Linked DNA regions of Gossypium hirsutum: regions 1 and 2 are each linked to region 3. A link is a contact called in public Hi-C data. All regions are on one chromosome and are shown on one strand. The core of a region is the stretch at or near the end of the contact, and the rest is flanking DNA. Distances in the headings are between cores, read along the strand shown.

Region 1 (3,317 bases), core at 263-2,762, 52 kb after region 3:
GTCATTGTTCGAACAATACTTGAGACAACAAGTTGGAACACAAGTGTAATGAATTTTGTTGACATCTTTGACTTGGATTATTTGGCTTTATTTGGTGCTTAAGTTGATTTGAATTTATTTAAATGTGAATATTATATTTTGAAATTTAAGGAGATTTTGTGCGAATAATTCTTTTATTTTTAATGCTAATTTATCTACTCAATTACTTGGACAAGGTATTGATCTCAACCTATATAGAGGTTGCATTGCTGCATATGTTGGGTGTGCTTGTTGAGTGCTTTTGACTGATTATTTGCTTAACTTTGCTTTGTATTTTTGCACTATTTTGTTTATATATTTCTTCGAAAGTAAACCTTATTATAAGTAAGATTATTTGGGATGAGTGATTGTAACATTGGAGGTTCTTTGTTAGCACTGCAATTATCTATAGTATAAAGTAGATTAGGCTTTAGCCAATATGATTTTAGATTCATTGTTGAGTAAACTCATTCACTAAGCGAGACTCCATAAAGTAAAATAGACGAATTCAAATTGCATTGACAAATATCGTGTATTCTCTTTTTGAATTTGTTAAATATACTACTTTGTTCCAACTTTTGTTTGGTACATTAATTAGAATAATTGGTTGGAACAACTAACAAACCAAAAGCTTTCTTAATTCATATCTTTTCACAAATATTCCCCATGCTCTTGAATTCTCCAATTGTATTAATTTTTTATTAAAGGAATTATCAATCTATAAGTTATGGTGATTCCAAATATATAACGTTATAAATTTAAAATAAATCAATGTACTCCTCAATATTTATACATCGTGTTGACTTAATTTAAAAAAATTAATATATTTACACATTGTATAATTTATTTATATTTTATATTTTTTCTTTTCTTTATGACACTTTAATCTAAAAAGTTAAAAAAATAAACAAATTTATTAGCCAAATTTGATTGAAAGTATAAGAAACACCAAAAAATCCAAGACAATAAATTTAATTTTTTTTCTTATTCTTTTAAAATCAGCCTTCAATGTTACAAAGAAAAATAAAATCACAAAAAAGTTCAAATTACACAATATGTAAATGTTGAGAGTAATTTTTTTTAGAATCAACACTAAATTAACACAAATGTATAAATACTGAGGGTAAAGTTGCTATTATACCAATTTTAAAAGTTACCAAGTTATCTTCCTGCTAGTCACCACAAAAGAAAAAAGTCAAATAATTAAATGACCATTTTGTAACTTTTCATATAATTGGGTGAGTAAAACAGAAATTTATTAATAATTAAGTGACTAGAGAATGAAATTTACCCATCAATAAAATAAAATAACCTTACTATTTTAAACGCCCACGCTCATAAAAATGAGAGTAGTGTTGGCATCCACCAACTTTGCATCTCAAAAAAAGAAAATAAAAATAAAGAAATAATTTCAACCAATTCATAGTATATTAGAAATGACTGCGTTTTTTATTATATATATAAACTTTGTTTTGTCTCCTCCTTCACCTCCCTTCTTCCACTTCACCGCCCTTTCCTTTGCCTATACTCAATTCTTCGTTGTTTTCAATTTTCTCTTCTTTTTCTCTTTTAAAATCAAAAACCCTTTCTCTTCATAGCCTTTCCCTTTTTTTTTTTAGTCCAGTTTTTTTTTATATAAATTTAAACAAATCTCCTTTGTTGAACAGTTTTTAATCTAAATTAACTTACATATATATATATTATATATACTACTAAGTTATTAACATGGCTGGTCTTGATTTAGGCTATGTTCATCATCAACTTCATAGACCTGACCTTCATCTTCAACACCAATCTGAACATGAAGACCACCTTACCGGTGGCGGAAGCGGCGGTGGATCAGCCGATGACTTGATGAACACAGGTCATAATGATCTTGTTGCTCGTAGACCAAGGGGTCGTCCACCTGGTTCCAAAAACAAGCCTAAACCACCAGTTATTATCACCAGAGAAAGTGCAAACACCCTTAGAGCTCACATTCTTGAAATTGGCAACCGCTGTGATGTATTCGATTGTATAGCCAACTATGCTCGGAGACGACAAAGGGGTATCTGTATATTATCCGGCAGTGGTACGGTCACCAACGTCACCATTAGACAACCATCAGCAACTGGTTCTGTGGTTACCCTTCATGGTAGATTCGAGATTTTATCACTTTCCGGTTCGTTTCTACCACCGCCAGCTCCACCCGGTGCCACCAGTTTAACCATCTTTTTAGCCGGTGGTCAAGGACAAGTTGTAGGTGGAAACGTAGTTGGTGAACTTATGGCAGCTGGACCTGTTATCGTCATAGCTTCATCCTTTACAAATGTAGCTTATGAAAGATTACCTTTAGAAGAAGATGACGGTGGTGGAAACGGCGGTGCAAACGGCGGTGGAAATGGAAATAACATGTTTGCTGATCCAGGTTCTACTACACAACAAGGTGGGTTACCTTTCTTTAATTTGCCACTTAATATGCCTCCTAATGTTCAATTACCAGTTGAAGGATGGCCTGGAAATTCCAGTGGTAATAGACCTCCATTTTGAGAACTTGTCATTTATGGTGGATCATAAAAAGGTCAGCAAAATTTCATGGGAACTAGTTTATGTTCATCTTATGTTGAATGTTAATTTTAGGGTATTTTTAGGCTTTCTTTTTGGGGGATTTTTGGAATCTATGATTTAAGGAAAATAGTTTCTTTCTTGTTGATGATATGGAACAATTAACTTTCTTGCTATAAGAAAAAAAAAATGGTTTGATATTATGATGTATGGATAACAATGTGTTACTAACATATATCAAATTAGGGTTTCCCCCTTTCTTTAATTTCATTTATATACATACACAAATATAGGCTCAAGAGACATAACAAAGGACATGAAACTTAGGACTTGAAACATACAAAAAAGGGGTTCCAAAGTAAAAAAATCTTGTAGGATATGGTAACATGGGATAGTGTAATTCCTTTTTTGCATTGTTTTCAGGAGAGAATATATATATATATATATATATATATATATAAGAAAACAGTAATAAAAATATAGGTAAGAAACATTGAAACAAGTGTTTCATCACTGAGGATTCTTCTTGTTTCTTGCTTGACCCAACATGATTTTTTTGCATTCATATATTGTTTCAAAGCTTTGCCCTTTTCTTGATTTTGAGCTCCCTTCTATAATTTCCTCTATCAATAATCAATCTTTTATTTATATCTATTTATATATATATAACTAAGGGTTCATGCACACCAGAGAAAAACACTTACAACAACCACCAAAAACAACACAATTTTGTGTTATATCAATGTTGTCTTTGG
Region 2 (3,266 bases), core at 586-3,085, 54 kb before region 3:
TTTGAAGTACAAGTACATAGAGAATCGAAAAACAAGAATAGTTAGGATTTCTATTTGTTTATATTGTATACCTTGTGTGGTAAACCACTGTGAAAAAGCTTCCCCGTCACTTGAAGTTTCCACGGTATCATACCACCGGTACCAATGCAAGGTTGTTTATCAGCCGTATCAATCCAGAAACTGCAAAATCAAAAGATTTAGTATATGAAAAATGACAAGAAACAATAAGCATTATCCATCCGGAATATGTTTCAATCTACTAATATGAAAACTACGCACAGTGGGCCTCCCTTCAGTTTATCAAGCAGACCATCCTTCACTAAAGCATCAACACCAACTCCAGATATAGCCGAGTTCTCTTCATTAGCTATAAAAACTGCAACAACAGTCGATTCTAGCTTCGGTTTTGTCTCAGCAAGTCTCTTCATTAGTTCAGTCACAAGTGCAACATGTCCCAAACAATCAGTAGTTCCACGGCCACGAAGCTTATCGCCATCAATGCTCAACGAGAAAGGATCAAAATCCTATAAAAACCCCATTATCAACTTTCCATTCTAAGAAAAATTCAGCAAAAATGATCCAAGACACAATATCATAGTTCCTATTGTATGAAAACTATAAATCACTAGAAATTAAACAAAATTAACTTCATCCAAACAATATATATACACATAAATATATAAGTGGGTAAAAGTACCATAAAAGCACCTATACTAGGAGCCAGATTGCATTTTGCTCCATCTACTTAAACAATGGGCAAATTAATCCTTATACATAAGGCTGAAGAGCAAATTGGTCCAGTTAGAAATTTCATCCATTTATACGCTGACAATATAACTAACAACTAACATGTACTGTGCCATCTGTACCTTATATTGACTATATTGACGTACATGACTAGTTTTTAACAACAGAAATGGATGAAATTTTTAATAGAAAGACCCCTTTGCTCTTTTGATCTAAAGTGTATAAGGACTAATTTGACTATTTTTTTAGTAGAAGGGGCAAAATGTAATCCGACTCGAAAGCCACCATGGTACTCTTACCTATATAAGTGCTGCAAAACGCTAATTCAAGCCAAAATCCATAGCTCCTATTGTATGAAAACTGTAAATCACTAGAAATTAAACAAAATTAACTTCACCCCAAGCATATATATATTATAAAGTGCTGGATTAGCTTCATCCCGAGCACATATATACACAAATAAGTGCTGCAAAAAGCTAATTCAAGCCACAATCCATAGAATTAATCAAAATCAAAACACACCCAAATCCTTAAACAACACGATTACAATTACATAACATTACAAACCAAACCCAGAAATTAAACATGACCCTAAAACTCAAACATTCAAACATTTAAACAAAAACCCAAGTTTTGAATGATGAAGAAAAATGAAACCCAAAATCAAAATCTATAAAAATATTGAAAGGATAAAAGAGGAGTACCCAATCATTTGGGTTAGCGGTGACAACATCCATATGCATACCAACAAAAGACAAGATCTTTCCAGGTTGAGTCCCAGGATATTCCACAATGAGATTGCCTCTACCAGGGAAATAAGTGACATGGTTAACGATCAAAGGACCACCGGTTGTGGTGCTGTAAGGAAGCAGACAATCTAGTACATGTTTGATTACCCTGTCTTCTTCCGGGATTAGTTCTGGTGGGTTGTTTTGTAAGAACTTGGATTCACCTATAATTTTGGTTAGCAGTGAGATGAAGGATTCCTTGTTTAGATCGCCTAGTGTTTGCTTCAAGTTCGAAGTTGCCATTGGAGAAAGATTCTTAGGACGAAACAGGGGAGAGTTTTGCGTTTTGCAAGGTAATCGTCCCACGTTTGGCATAAAAAGGACTAGAATAAAAGGTTAAATTTTGATTTTGGTCCGTTTACTATATTCGAATTTGAAATTTAGTTCTATAGTTTGGTATAAATTTATGTGGTAAAAGTATATTGAGGCACTTGTATTAGGAATTAGTTTGCATTTCGTCTCCTATGCTAAAAAAATGGGCAAATTAGTCACTACACGTTAGATCAAATAGTAGATTAATCATTCTATTAAAATTTTCATCTATTTTTATCGTTAAAAGTTGATTCTATATGTTAACATGAGATACATGTGACATGCCATACATAATTGTCAGGTTATTCTGTTAGCATGAGGTACGCAATAGAAATTGATAAAATTTTTAATAGAAATGACCAATTTGCTTTTTGATTTAACGTATAGGAACTAAATTACTCATTTTCTAAGTATAGTGGGCAAAATGTAATCTGACTCCTAGTGCACGAGCCTCCATAATACATTTATCACTGAGTTAGATTGCATTTTGCCCACTCTACTCAAAGTTGACAAATTAATCCCTATATATTAGATCAAAGAGCAAACTAGTCTTCTGTTAATAATTACTAGCATGAGGTACACGTGGCATGCCAAATGTAACTACCTGGTTATATGTTGCCACTCAACTTTTAGCCGTATAAATGGATGAAAATTTTAATAAAAAAGACCAATTTGCTTTTTGATCTAATGTATAATGACTAATTTACCTTTTTTGAGTAAATGAGCAAAATGCAATTTAACTTTTAATACAGGGGCCTCCATGATACTTTTGTCAAATTTATCTTATATTTTTAACTCAGTTGACATTGTTGGTATTGAAACATGTAAGAGAAAATGAGTTCAAATGTGCTTAAGAGTGTATTATTCTCCACTTCAAGGGTTTATAGAGTTATACATACAAATTCAATTATTATTTTTTAACTCGAATTCGCACTAATTTATGAGTTAATTGGTTGTTTACATTGTTTTGTACCTATATACCCATCGATTCATAATCCAACTTATCCAAACTAATTTCAACAACTTTTTATAATGTTCGAAACAAGTAATGCCCGTAACTAATCTAATTAACATGTCACGACCTTCTCCTAGAAACACCATTTTCGATTCATCATATTAACATGCAAGTAGGGTTAAACTCAAGCAAGCAATGGGCCTAAATGAAGCCTTCATGAGCCTATTAATGCTTTTACCCAGTTGAAAGACATGGGCCTAATAAATATGGCTATACTAGTAAACTATTCGATGAATCTTATTGCAACTTAATTTGATAATGAAAATTAAATAATTTGAATTTGTCCTATTTAAATTCAAATAGATTCAAACTTGAAATAATTTAAATATGCAATAACTCGTTCAAAAAACTTAATCCTAAAACTCGAATGAATTAAATTCCGAACTGATCTAAATTGAAATATC
Region 3 (3,763 bases), core at 404-2,903:
TATCAATTCTTTTAATTACAGTCATCGGGGCCTGAAATAAAGACATAAAATAGATTGGAAGAGACGATAATACTGCGTTAACCAACACTATCCTAGCTGCCCATGACATACTTCTACCTTTCCATCCCGCCAATTTCTTTCTAAATTTCTCAACCACCACGTCCCAAGTAGCTACCCTTCTCGAATCTGCTCCTAAAGGAATACCCAAATAGCAAATAGGCAACACCCCAACCTTACATTTACATATAGCTGCCAAACGGTAAAGAAATTCCTCATTAACTCCAGACCCCACAATACACGATTTTTTGAAGTTAATACTCAACCCCGAAAAAGTCTCGAAGCAACGGAGAATAAATTTCATATTTTCCACTACCATTTCCTCTGCCTTTAAAAACAAAATCGTGTCGTCCGCAAACTGTAAGTGTGAAATCGTTTAATAAGTGAAGCACTTCCGTAACCAGAATGAACAAGAATGGAGATAAAGGATCTCCTTGGCGTAATCCACGACCAAATTTGTAGCTAACCCATTAACCAGGATAGCTGCTCTCACCGTAGTAACATTAAAATAATAAATCATATTAATTATATTAATAAATATAAATAATTAAATATTTATGTTTAATAATATTGAATATTATAATATTTGATATTAAAACTATATTTTTTAAAAATATTTTAAAATTAAAATTAAAATTTATTATTAATATAATAATTTTAGGTTTGGTTCAAGTTAATTTTTATATAAAAACAAAATTACTTATAAACGAGCTTATTTTCAAAAAATGACTTATACTTTTAAAAAAGATATGTCAATTTATAAGAAAAGAGGCTTATTTTCCATTGACTTATAAATAATTTTCCGTTGATCAAGCTATTTTTCATAAAACAAATATAAAAAAATACAAAATAATTTTTTTTGTAAATAATTTTTTATGAAACCAACACAACCTACATTTACCAATTATCATATATATAACTTCTTTTAACATTCATTATTTTAAAAAAAACGGCAGTTATAAATAATTATTTCATCCACATGTTGCAATTTTTAGTATATAGATATATAAGGCGTAACTAGGAGGTAGGCAGGAACTTTAGCCCCTTAATAAAATAGTATAATATTCTTTTTCAGTCCCTTTTAAAAATAATAATTCACTTTAATTCATTTCAACTCTATAATTAAATAAAAATTACATTTTGAGCCCTTATAAAAAGTAATAATTTAATTTAATATATTTTCATATTAATTCTCGGATCAATTGATTTTTTTTTGCCTCGAATCAATGTATCGATCAATTGATCCATCAAGTTTTGGTAATTTTTGACAAGGTCAAATTCGAATTTAGGTTTGAAATTTTTTTGAATCCAACTTTGGCACATGAATAAAGTTAATTTACATACATATGTGAACTATTTAGCCCTTTCAAATTTTTAAAAAAATAATTTTTTACTTAAAAAATGTATTTCCCTTTCAAAACCAATATTAGTTTTTATAAAATAATATTTTTAAAAAATATTTTTCACCAACAAAGTGGTTGAGAGAATTCTAGTATTTTTTGTGTTTTTGGGCTTTACAAGGTTAAATTGTCCCTATTTGGTTACATTGGACCAAGCAACTCAGCCAAGTTTTGATCTTAAGGCCCATAATCAACACAATGGGCTCCAATATTGAGAGATGATTGGAGAACCAATTAGACCTTGCCATAACTAAAACACAATACAATATAAAAATTCACCTAGGAAAGAATCTACCTAGACTGTATCTATCATTATTAATATAAATTAAATAATTTATTCACTTAATATCTTGATCCGTAGAAATTTCTAAATTATTAATATAATACTATTTTAAATATGATTATAACATATAGAAATCATATGGACACAATATGAATACTAGCTTATCTTGACTTGTTACCAGGGACAAATTCAAGAAATGTTGACATAAGCATTAGCTCCCTTGTTCCTTCAAATACTACTTCAATAAGTTAAATTCTGTTATTAGTCCACGTAATTTGCAAAAGTTGTAGATTTAATTCTTATAGTTAGGCTAATTTTAGTTTTTGTACTTTTGAACTGGTTAATTTTAATCTCTGTACTTATCGAATTTTGAATTTTTTATCTTAGCTAGAGCAGTAGTAGTTAAATTCATTTGATTAAATTCAATTATCGGTCATGTACTATGCTAATAGTTATAGATTTGGTCTATATTCTCCAATTGGATCATTTTAAGTCCCTATACTTTTCGAATTTTAAAATTCTAGTCTTTATGCAAATGATAGTTGTTAATTCATTAACTAGATTTTTAGTTTGTATATGTGAAAATAACAAGCTGGCATGGCATTATACTTATGATTATATGTTCAGCGTATTTGATTTTGGAAATAATAGAACTTAATGAATTTAACTGTTGTTGTTTGGTAAGGACTGTGATTTGTAAGTTTGAAAAGTATAGGGACTAAAAATGACCAAATTAAAGTCCAGAGATTAAATCCATAACTTTTGCAAAGTACAAAGACTAATATCAAGTTTTAACTAATTAAATATTTGTTAAAACATTGATAAAATTACATTTTGTTGTTCCGAAAATTTTATGATTTAATTTTGACCTCCCAACACAAAATTATGGTAAAAGTACCATGAAAGCCCTATACTAAGAGTCAAATTGCATTGTCTCATATACTCAAAAATGGGCAGATTAGTCCCTATAGGTTAGATTAAAGAGTAATTGGTCCCTTCTATTCAAAATTTTATCTATTTTTACTGTTAAAAACTGGTATAACTGACAAAATAATTAGATAATTATACATTATATGCCACATGTAACTCATGCTGACATATAGGAACTAATTTTTAACATTGAAAATGGATAAAATTTTTAAAAGAATTAATTTACTCTTTAATCTAATATATATATATATATATATCTTCTACTATACTCTTACCAAACTTTTTGGTCCCTACCTACTCTTAGGCACCATGTAGCCCAGCTTTCATTTGCGTCTATGCTTTCCGCTCCTCAAAAGGAGGCCTCTTATTTGGACTGTTTTGGCTCCATTAACTATGATTTGCTTTATAATCTATTTACCCTATTATTATATTCTCTTAATTAAAATATTATATTATAATCTTTCTTGTTTAGACTTTTGGTTGTCATTGTTTGATTAAAATATTGATGAATGGGTTCCTGTTCCATTCATTAAAAGTCTTAATTTATCTCTTGGAAGAAACCCCAACTAATAACATAAAAGCTTTGAAAGGGTTCTTCCACATTGAAACAATTAAAAATAAATAAAAGCTAGACAAAATTGGGGTGTCTTCATTATAAGTGGCACAATATTCGTCCTTTGATTATTCCTTTTTGAAGCTAAGGACATGTTTTATTGAGATTAGTGATGGCTTTAATTATTAATTTCTTTTTTATGTTTACAATGCTTTTCTTTATCTTTACTTTTCATGCCGATATTGAACCATTACTTTCCAATATTTAGTGAAGAAATGTTCTTCAAAACTTAATCAAGATCAACTCAATTTTTTATAAAGGTTTTAACCTCATGGATTGAGAAAAACTTGTTTTATTTAGAGAATCAATTTAATTTTACTTTAAATTTAATTGGGACATGAATACCAAAGAGTCTTAGACAACCAAAGAAAAATAAATAAATTTAGATTAAGATGGAAGAAGATAACATGGCAAATTTTAGTTTATTGTGTGAATTTAGTGATCGAAATTGTACTCAAATTGAATTTTAAATTTAGCCAA

The links. A called contact is a pair of places that touch in the nucleus more often than the background predicts.
Region 1: a contact with region 3 is called in a Hi-C map of leaf, with 2.9 times the contacts expected there. The contact joins the promoter of LOC121223348 here to the enhancer-like site in region 3. A contact is called at or near these places in 18 of 34 Hi-C or Micro-C datasets (callus, cotyledon, hypocotyl and 3 more).
Region 2: a Hi-C map of leaf shows a contact between it and region 3, with 4 times the contacts expected there. The contact joins the promoter of LOC107950117 here to the enhancer-like site in region 3. A contact is called at or near these places in 11 of 34 Hi-C or Micro-C datasets (anther, callus, hypocotyl and 2 more).

Annotation. Positions count from the first base shown.
Region 1 is chrA03:784,371-787,687 of Gossypium_hirsutum_v2.1, forward strand. LOC121223348 (AT-hook motif nuclear-localized protein 23) reads left to right here and starts at 1,513. Exons shown (of 1, transcript XM_041104630.1): 1 at 1,513-2,762. The coding sequence starts at 1,744. The coding sequence ends at 2,547.
Region 2 is chrA03:677,624-680,889 of Gossypium_hirsutum_v2.1, forward strand. LOC107950117 (acetylornithine deacetylase) reads right to left here and starts at 1,836. Exons shown (of 10, transcript XM_016884878.2): 1 at 1,452-1,836; 2 at 280-524; 3 at 72-180. The coding sequence starts at 1,778.
Region 3 is chrA03:732,273-736,035 of Gossypium_hirsutum_v2.1, forward strand. No RefSeq gene overlaps it. Among protein-coding and RNA genes, the nearest start is that of LOC121223346, 7.3 kb to the right of the region's middle. Within about 2 kb of position 1,654, at least 7 of the 9 cell types and tissues checked have an H3K27ac peak or open chromatin away from gene starts, as enhancers often do. A contact at or near this core is called in cotyledon and leaf, where this site is marked.